3 separate regions of the Sus scrofa genome follow, and regions 1 and 3 are each linked to region 2. The links are chromatin contacts, called in public Hi-C and promoter capture Hi-C maps. All regions are on one chromosome and are shown on one strand. Each heading gives the region's core, a stretch centred on a gene start, on an enhancer-like site or on the middle of the called end of the contact. The rest is flanking DNA. Distances are from core to core; before and after follow the strand shown. Region 1 holds the start of LENG1 (leukocyte receptor cluster member 1). Region 2 holds the start of LENG8 (leukocyte receptor cluster member 8). Region 3 holds the start of CNOT3 (CCR4-NOT transcription complex subunit 3).

Region 1 (2,700 bases), core at 129-2,628, 2.9 Mb after region 2:
GCGCAGGCAGTGAGTTCTGATGCCTAGCTTTCTTCCGCAGGAATTCCGTGCGGGCCTGGGGGAAAAGAAAGTTACAGGCAGAATATTCAGAACCTAGATGTGATTCAAGGAACAGTGAATCTAGTGCCAACCACAGACGGGGGCTGTAAGGAAGGGAGCAGAGGCACTCGGAGCCAGGAAAGGCACCTGCCCCAGCTTCGAGAAAAGGTGGAGAAATAAGGCAATATCTGGGTTTGCAAGCTACCTTTCAAACAGAAAACCAGAGGGATTCCGAATTTCCAGTGACACAATAAAAACAGCTATTAATGGAGTTCCCTTGTGACGCAGCGGGTTAAGGACCCCGCCTTGTCACTGCAGCAGCTCAAGTCGCTGCTAAGGCTCAGGTTCAGTCCCTGGCCTGGGAACTCCCACATGCGGTGGGCACTGCCAAAAAAAAACAAACAGAAAAACCGCTATGAAGGCAACCAAAACATGTATTAGAACAGGTGATCTGAATTCCAGGTTGGGCTTCGAGTCACTATCCCCGGTTGGTTTGCAATTTCTAGTGATAAATGAGAATTTTAAAAGCCCTAACTATCCCCCAGCCAGTGCTGACCACCAAATTAGCTAAAGGACTGGAAGTGAGGTGTAAATCAAACAGGTGAGGAGTTACAAAGACTGCCTCTGGTGTTTCTGTGTGGCCGGCAGTGCAGGCAAAGGGCTCGCCCGATAAAACTGAATTGCCTTGTTCCACTGTCATTTCGCTGTGGCCTCCTCTCTGAAGGCATCTCACCCCTCTGCAAAATAGAAATGATAGCGCCTCCTCTAAGAATGAACGGTGCTTGAGATATTTTGCAAGTCAAGCGTTCTGCAGCAGGCGCTCACTAAATGGGGACTTTGCGCAGGCAAACTGAAAAGTAGCCCGGGTTTCCTTGAACTACTCAGGGCTTCGTTTTTTCATGAGCTCCTACTATGGCCTCGAGAAGTACAGGAGCGGGGGAAGAGCAAGAGCGGCGAGAGTTCAAGGAGAGCTAATCAAAGCACTAGGAGAAGATACTTCCAAAGCACCCAGCCCCAAATTCCCCACGGTGTGCCCTGCGCCTGCGCGCCGCACCGCTTCCGGTCCCTCCCGAGGAGCCTGCGCGCTCAGCCCCGGAGCCCCGGCCGGGCTCGGTGCTTACCTCTTGCTGAGCGAGAAGCACCCTCCGCTCACGCTCTTTCTCTTCCTCCCGGGCTTGGGCCTCGTCACGCCGCACGCGGGCCACATTGTCCTTGTTCCGGACGTGCCAGCTCTTCTTGGGTAGGATATTCATGGCGCCGTAGCTGTCCGCGAACTGGCAGGCCCGCCTCCTAGCACTTCCGATTGGCAGGAGGATGGCCCCTCCCTGTTGTTTCTGCCTCGGTCACGGATTGGTCCTAGACTACTTGGCACGCCCCCCCGGGTCCGTAGCAAAGGCTGATTGGCTGAGACCCCCACCTCCCATCGCGGAGCATCGCGCGTGCGGTCGCCCAGCGACGGCCTCTCCTGAAGATCCCGAGTCCATCACAAGTGTCCCCGCCCTGACGCTGCCGAACGCAGCCGCTGATTGGCTGACACGCCCACCAGGTGTTCTCGAGGAAATGCCCTCCACACCAACCCTCCCCGGCCAACGCATTTGATTGGCTTCTGTCTCGCTGAAGTCTTGCCCCCGGCTTCCGGACACAAGTTTCAAAAAGCGTTCAGCAGCCTCCGTTGTGTTTATTGATACAAGAAAGGGGTTCACTGGAGAGGCAGCGACCCCCAGGGCTGGAAAGGCATGGGATGTTCTCCAGTTCTTTCATTTTCCAAACGACGCGGCCGAGACCTTCAAAGGATCTGGGGGTGGGTCTCTGTCTGAAAGCGAGACGTCGTCACCCTGAACCAGGCTGGGAAGGTCAAAGAGCTCCGTTGGCCGAGCTCAGTGCCACAGCGCGCTGTGCCAGGAAGACTTTATTCTGTGCCTCCTGGGGTAAAGGGTAAAGAGAGGTGGAGGTGAGACAGATCTCTAGATTCCCCGGGACCCCTTGCCAAGGACCCGGCCTGACTCACCGTCTCTATCTGGCGTTTGAGCTCAGAGATGAGGCGTCCATATGAGTTAGCCAGGGCCACAGTATATGCCATCAGGATGCTAGAGGAGACGGAATGAAAGCCACTCCCCAAACACGCTTAGTGTATCTTCGACGTAAGACTCTTTTAGAAACCAGGGGCCCGGACCTCCTTCAGACTCAAGAAGTCTAGTATCCCAGTTCCCTTCTTCCCGCAGACCCAGAAGTTTGGGCCCCCAGCCCCCTCCGTTCTCGGAAGTAGGACCCCAGATCACACGTTCAAACCCGGATGCAGGAGTCTGGGGCCCTCACCTGGATAACAGCAGAAGGGGCACAGCAAATGCCTGGGTCCCCAGGAAGAAGAGAAAATTCTGGGCAGTCTCGGGGAGGCTTCCGATAGACTTAGGGATCTCGGACCAGATGGACAACTGCCCCCGGAATGGACCACACAGCTTAGAAGGTGGGATCCTGAAGTCAGAGACAGACAGGCAGAGCTCCAGGATGGCCACAAGTCAGAACCTTGGAGGGAAGTGGGAAGAGGGAGGGAAAGAGAGGCAGGTGCCTCTCACACTTACACGAAGATGCCATATAGCACAGGAACGGCGGAGATGGCCAGACCCAGGAGAAGCACCAGGGGGAAAAAGAAATTCACAGTAG
Region 2 (2,700 bases), core at 99-2,598:
CTTCAACAGTTCTTCCATTTGTAGGGGGTTTTAGTTCTGCAGAAAGGCTCTAAGCTATTGTTATGTGTATCCCATGAGGAGGAACCAGGACTCTGCTCCAAGGCTGCACTAGGGTCTCTGGTCGGCTCCTCCCTGGTCTCTGCATCCCCTCCCTTCCCTGATTAGCTACTGCCCTTTGGAACTCAGCAAACACCATGGAGGCTGAAGCTTATCCCCTAATAACAAGAAGTGGAGGGCAGAGAAAGTCTTTTAGTGCCTAGGAGCCCCAGAGGGCACTAGCTGGGTTACAAGGTGACCCTGAAATCCCTACAGCCCATTGTCTTGAGTTTCAGACCACAGGGTGGGGGAGGGGAACTGAGGCAGAGGGCCTCCTAACAAGTGCTCTATACAATAAAGTCTAAATAGCAAGACGATAGATTTAAATTATAACCTCATTAGTATTAACACAGTTATAAACAGCTCTTTTAAAAGGCAGAGAGATTGTATGCTGGGGTAAAAAGAAAAGCTCTAACTATATGCTATCTGCAAGAAACCCATCCCTTTGAAAGTAAAGAATGCTCAACACAGTGGGGTACCCGCAATTGTACTGTGGCACATAAAGGAGACCTTACCGCGGTGAAATTCAAATAAAGTCTGCAGTTAATAGTAATGTGCCAATTTTGGTGCCTCAGTTTTAAGAAACACACTACAGTAATGTGAGGCGATGGTGTTAGGGGCTTTGGTACAGGATTGGTAGGACTCTGAAATATCTTTGCAATATTTCTGTAAACCTAAAATTACTCTAAAACAAAATGTTTAATTAAAAAAAGATTACCTCTGCTGAAAGTAACAGAATGACGTGGGGTTATCAACAGAAAAGTTTACAATAGACTATGGGAAGGAAATTGCAACTTCTCAAGTATCACTTACAGTGACAGGTCCCTGAACTGGACTGGATAATTTTATCAGAGTCGTGGAAAGAGCTGGCATACTCAACAGGTTACATGCAAGGATTGAAAGAAAAGCCTATTTACAGAGATGATCCCAATTCCTCAGCCGGACATCAATGGCCTTTCCGGATCGGTTACTTGATTACCTCCACAGACCTATCTCTTCCTAGGACCTTGCACACTTCTGCCACAGCCACCTGCACCCCGCAATCTCGTTTCCTGCCTCTGCGCACGCTGTTCCCTCTGCCAGGTGCGCTCTTCCAGTCTATTTACTACGGAAGCTCCCCTTTCCGGCTGCACGCTTTTCTCACCCCTTCCTCGAGTCCATCCTTAGGCCTCCGCATCACCGCACGGTGGGGAGTCTTAGAATTCTCAGGACGCTAATTTATGCCTATAAATAATAATGGCTGCCACCAACCGGACCAAAACAAGGTTGCGCGCACCTGCGCAGGGGAAGCGCGCTCTGCTGCCTGTGTCCCCTCGGGGCCACCGTCCCCACCTAGTGTTCCGGCTTGTGTTAAAGTGTCCATTGCGTCATTGCGTGGGCGGGAGGGCAGGCCTAAGTCAAGCTCGCGGCGTCTATTGGCTGCCCGGGGCGGAGGGAGGCGTGGCGAGGCCTCAGCGTGACGTCAAGACGCCGCCGTCGGGACGTCAAAGCCCAAGGAAGAAAAGAGCCAGCCGGGTCGCGAGAAGTTCCGTCGTCCGCAGCCGTGCTGCCGTCGTTTAGAGCCACTGCTGGCGAGCCCCGGGGGTGTACGGCCGAGGTGGGTGTTGAGAGCGGCGGCGGGGTGGGCGGGCGGGTGGAGACATTTCCTTTTGGCCGTACGCGCGGACCCGAGGCCTTGGCGGCCGTCGCACCAACGGACGCCGACCGCGAGCGACGGCCGGGTGTGGCCGGGCACGGGGCATTGCGCCTGCGCACGAGGGGTGAAGAGCGCGGCTTCGAACTCTCGCGCCTGCGCCGTCGGATTCCGCTCACCCCTTGGAATTCCAGGGCTGCGGCGGCCCTCTTCAGCCGTCTTTGACTCGGAGGTTCCACTGGGAGGTCGACGTTGCCCCGGGTGATGGGCGGCCCTTGCGCCGTCTTCCTACCCCCCAGGGACGTGGTGCGCACGCGCGACGTGGCCGGGGCGGTGGCTCCGGGTCGGGCGGCGAGGGTCCGGGCGGGCTTTTTCCTCCCCCCGGCGCCCTCCTGTGCCTTCCCTGGGTCTAGGGGACGGCTAGGTGTCCCTCGCGACTTGTTCCATTCTTCGCCCTTCAGACTCGCCCGGGAACGTCCCACCAGGCTTCCCCAGACCGTACCTTCAATCTCCTTCCTTTTTCGGCCCTCCCCCCACTATCCCCACTCGTGACCTCCCTCCGAACCCCCCCACCCCCACCCCCGGTGAACTCTCTTCTGTCTTTTCTTTAAGGCTTTTCCTTTTTAGGTCTTTGGCCAGCTCCAGACACCTGTTTCTATCCCCCCACTTCTTGTAGGGCTTTCGGGTTGTCCAGCAGGACTCGCTTTTGAGCTCTTGCGTACTTCCCACTTACTCCCTCGAATCTAGGCTCCCCCCATTCCTTGCTCCCAAAACTTGCCTTCACTTTCCTGCGGTCCTCACCATCCTCACTCTTGAGTTCCTCACTCTTGATTTTCGGATCTCCCCAGACCTCCAATGGAGGGGCTTGCCTCGTCTCTCCCAGGCCTAGCCCTGCTTCTAGGAACCTCACATGTGGGTGTCTGTCTTTAGTGGAACTTCCGGAAATTAGTCTCTTAAGAGCGTTCTAAGAA
Region 3 (2,700 bases), core at 11-2,510, 2.9 Mb after region 2:
TTTAGTTGCCCAGGAGGTGGGCGCACAGGGCAGAACCAGCCCTGTGGGGAGTGAGGCCTCTTGGGCTTCTCTGTGGGTCTCTTTCTGGCACACTGGGTCCTGAGACCTCTCTGGGACTCCCCTGTCATCACCTGGGATTCTGTGTATCTTTGGACCCCAGTCCCTCCCTCAGCCCAGGGCTTTGTCTCTGGACTGCAGTGGCCCTCTCTCAATTTCTCCCTTCCCTCACCTGAAAGAGTCTGCATACCTGGGAGTTTCATGCATTCTTTCTTTTTTTTGGGGGGGAGGGGGGAGGTTTCCAGGGCTGCACCCACAGCATATAGAAGTCCCCAGGCTAAGGGTCAAAACGGAGCTGCAGTTGCCGGCCTACACCACAGCCGCAGCAACCCACTGAATGGGGACCAGGGATCAAACCCAAATCTTCATGGATACAGTCGGGTTCATTACCACTGAGCCATAACGGGAACTCCTAGGAGGTTCTTTCTAATGGCCAAATTACCCCAGGTCACACAGCTCATTCCCCAGGTTTATCCCTGAACTTTTAAATCAGCCTTGCTTAGAAGTGACCCACCTTTGGGAGTTCCCGTCGTGGCTCAGTGCTTACTGAACCTGCCTAGCATGCATGAGGATGCAGGTTCGATCCCTGGCCTCACTCAGTGGGCTAAGGATCCGGTGTTGCCGTGAGCTGTGGTGTAGGTCGCAGATGCGGCTCAGATCTGGCGTTGCTGTGGCGTGGCTGTGGTGTAGGCCAGCAGCTACAGCTCCGATTCGACCCCTAGCCTGAGAACCTCCATATGCTACAGGTACGGCCCTAAAAGACAAAAAAAAAAAAAAAAAAAAAAAAGTGACCACCTTTGCCGATCTCTGCCTATGCGTGTGCCAGGGAAGGGCAGTCTGTGCACAGCTCTTCAGAGTCCCCTTCTCCCCTGGCCAGAAGGAATCTAACAGGAGGCCAGGGACATGGAGGTGGGAGTCTCCAGAAGGAATCTGAGTCACCTGGCCCTACCGTTCTGCATACCCTTGGAGTTTTTCAAAGGTTAACATGCTTCAGAATTGCCTGGAAGGACTCTCGAACTGGGTTTCAGAGCCCAGAGTGTCTGACCAAGTTGGTCTATGGCGGGACTCAAAGCGGTGCATTTCTAACCACTTCCCAGGTGGTGGTGATGTTGCTGGATGCAGGGACCCTACTTTGAAAACCACTAGAAAATTCCCTACCAGATGAGCTGCGTGTTGGAATCAACTCCGGGGTCTTTAATCACTCATGTCTGGTTCCCTTCCCGAGAAACTCTGATGTAATCAGTCTAGGGCAAGGCCTGGGTATCTGGATTTTTTTTAAGCCCTCAGGTGATTCTCGTGTGCAGCTAAGTTCGTGAACAACTGCCCTGGGCCCTTGCTACTTAAAAAATGTGAACTGTGGGTATCAGCGTCACCTGGGAATCTGTTAGAACCGCAGAATCTGCACTTGACAAATCTCCCAGCGACTCCTGAGACATCTAAAAAGCACTGCTCCATCCAGAGACCACACTTTGAATAACAGGACTTTGCTGCATCACTAATAATCACCCAGGAAGTTTGTGAAAATGCAGATCCCTGGGCTTTATTCCCCAGGTCTGTGTGGGCCCAAGAACAGTGCATTTTTACAAGAATGGTCTGCCTGCAGTGGGCGACTCTGATGCAGGACCGCCCATGCATCTCCCTGGGATTTACCTCACTTTCCTCCACCTAAAGGAGATGAGCATGTCTGACTTGCCGTCTTGACTGTGTGACCCAGGGCAAACGCCTCCCGGATAGTAAAGCACCAGTACTTTGCAAGCCTCAACCGCAAGTCATTCCCCGTGTTCATCCGTGTGTTCATTCAATGCAAACGGTTGCCAAGCGCTGGGCATTCAAAAATCCGGAGGGGGCGTCTCAAATAACCACGAAAATGACGGTATACTTGCAAAAGTAGATTTTCATGAACAGTGCTCGTGAGCCATCAGCAAGGGAGGCCAGGGAGAGAAAACCACCGAGGTGAGGTCTGACCGGTGTTAGGAGACAACCGTGAAGGGGCACGGGGAATCTCATCTGTACCTTCTGCAGCGCCCTCACAGCGCCAAGCAAACGGAGGTGCAGAGGAGTTACTGTTCCACGGTCACGTCACCACTCAGGGGAAGAACAAAAACTATGCCTCCACAGCGCTTCCCAACCAGTTCAGCTATGCGTGGTGCCGGTGACTTGGGACATTGTCTTTGGCTTCCTTCCTTCTTTTTCTTCCTTCTTCTGAATCTCAGAGGCATGCCAAATACAGGCACCTGGAGAAGACACTGCGGCTGACAGGGACAGGCCTGGCCCGCCAGGACACAAGCGAGGCGGAAGGATGCACCCGGGTCCCAAGCCTGCCTGCTATGCCTGGTTTCACACGCCTTAGGAGCGGGTGCCGCCCACTCGCCACACTATTGGACACGTTGCGGTGAAAGATAACAGGGCCGTCGAAGGGGGAGGGGGTGGATCCTCTTGCCCGGCTCCTCCCTCTCGGCCCAGAGGCTGTCTCGATTGGCAGAAGACTTCAGCTTGGCCCCGGCTTTGAAAGCACCTGTCCGTCTCCCATTAGGTACGCGGCCTTTAACGCCCACTCTCCATGCCTTCCTCCGCTTTCCCCACCCACTTCCCGGACCAGCCAATGGTTTCTGGGCAGAATATTCCCCCACGGCCAATTGAAAA

Evidence for each region. Promoter capture Hi-C pulls out the DNA fragments that hold promoters and counts their contacts. A called contact is a pair of places that touch in the nucleus more often than the background predicts.
Region 1: a contact with region 2 is called in a Hi-C map of epiblast stem cells, with 3 times the contacts expected there. The contact joins the promoter of LENG1 here to the promoter of LENG8 in region 2. A contact is called at or near these places in 2 of 5 promoter capture datasets (fetal skeletal muscle and liver) and 2 of 47 Hi-C or Micro-C datasets (embryonic fibroblasts and epiblast stem cells).
Region 3: a promoter capture Hi-C map of fetal liver shows a contact between it and region 2, with 9 times the contacts expected there. The contact joins the promoter of CNOT3 here to the promoter of LENG8 in region 2. A contact is called at or near these places in 3 of 5 promoter capture datasets (fetal liver, fetal skeletal muscle and liver) and 2 of 47 Hi-C or Micro-C datasets (alveolar macrophages and liver).

Annotation. Positions count from the first base shown.
Region 1 is chr6:55,969,263-55,971,962 of Sscrofa11.1, reverse strand. It overlaps LENG1 (leukocyte receptor cluster member 1), which reads right to left and starts at 1,378. Exons shown (of 4, transcript XM_003127415.5): 1 at 1,161-1,378; 2 at 1-55. The coding sequence starts at 1,292. It overlaps TMC4 (transmembrane channel-like protein 4), which reads right to left. Exons shown (of 15, transcript XM_003127416.5): 12 at 2,619-2,700; 13 at 2,356-2,511; 14 at 2,048-2,126; 15 at 1,698-1,962. The coding sequence ends at 1,894.
Region 2 is chr6:58,869,786-58,872,485 of Sscrofa11.1, reverse strand. It overlaps LENG8 (leukocyte receptor cluster member 8), which reads left to right and starts at 1,348. Exons shown (of 16, transcript XM_021094969.1): 1 at 1,348-1,693. It overlaps TTYH1 (protein tweety homolog 1), which reads left to right. Exons shown (of 13, transcript XM_021094971.1): 13 at 1-1,694.
Region 3 is chr6:55,991,700-55,994,399 of Sscrofa11.1, reverse strand. CNOT3 (CCR4-NOT transcription complex subunit 3) reads left to right here and starts at 1,260. Exons shown (of 18, transcript XR_002344772.1): 1 at 1,260-2,700.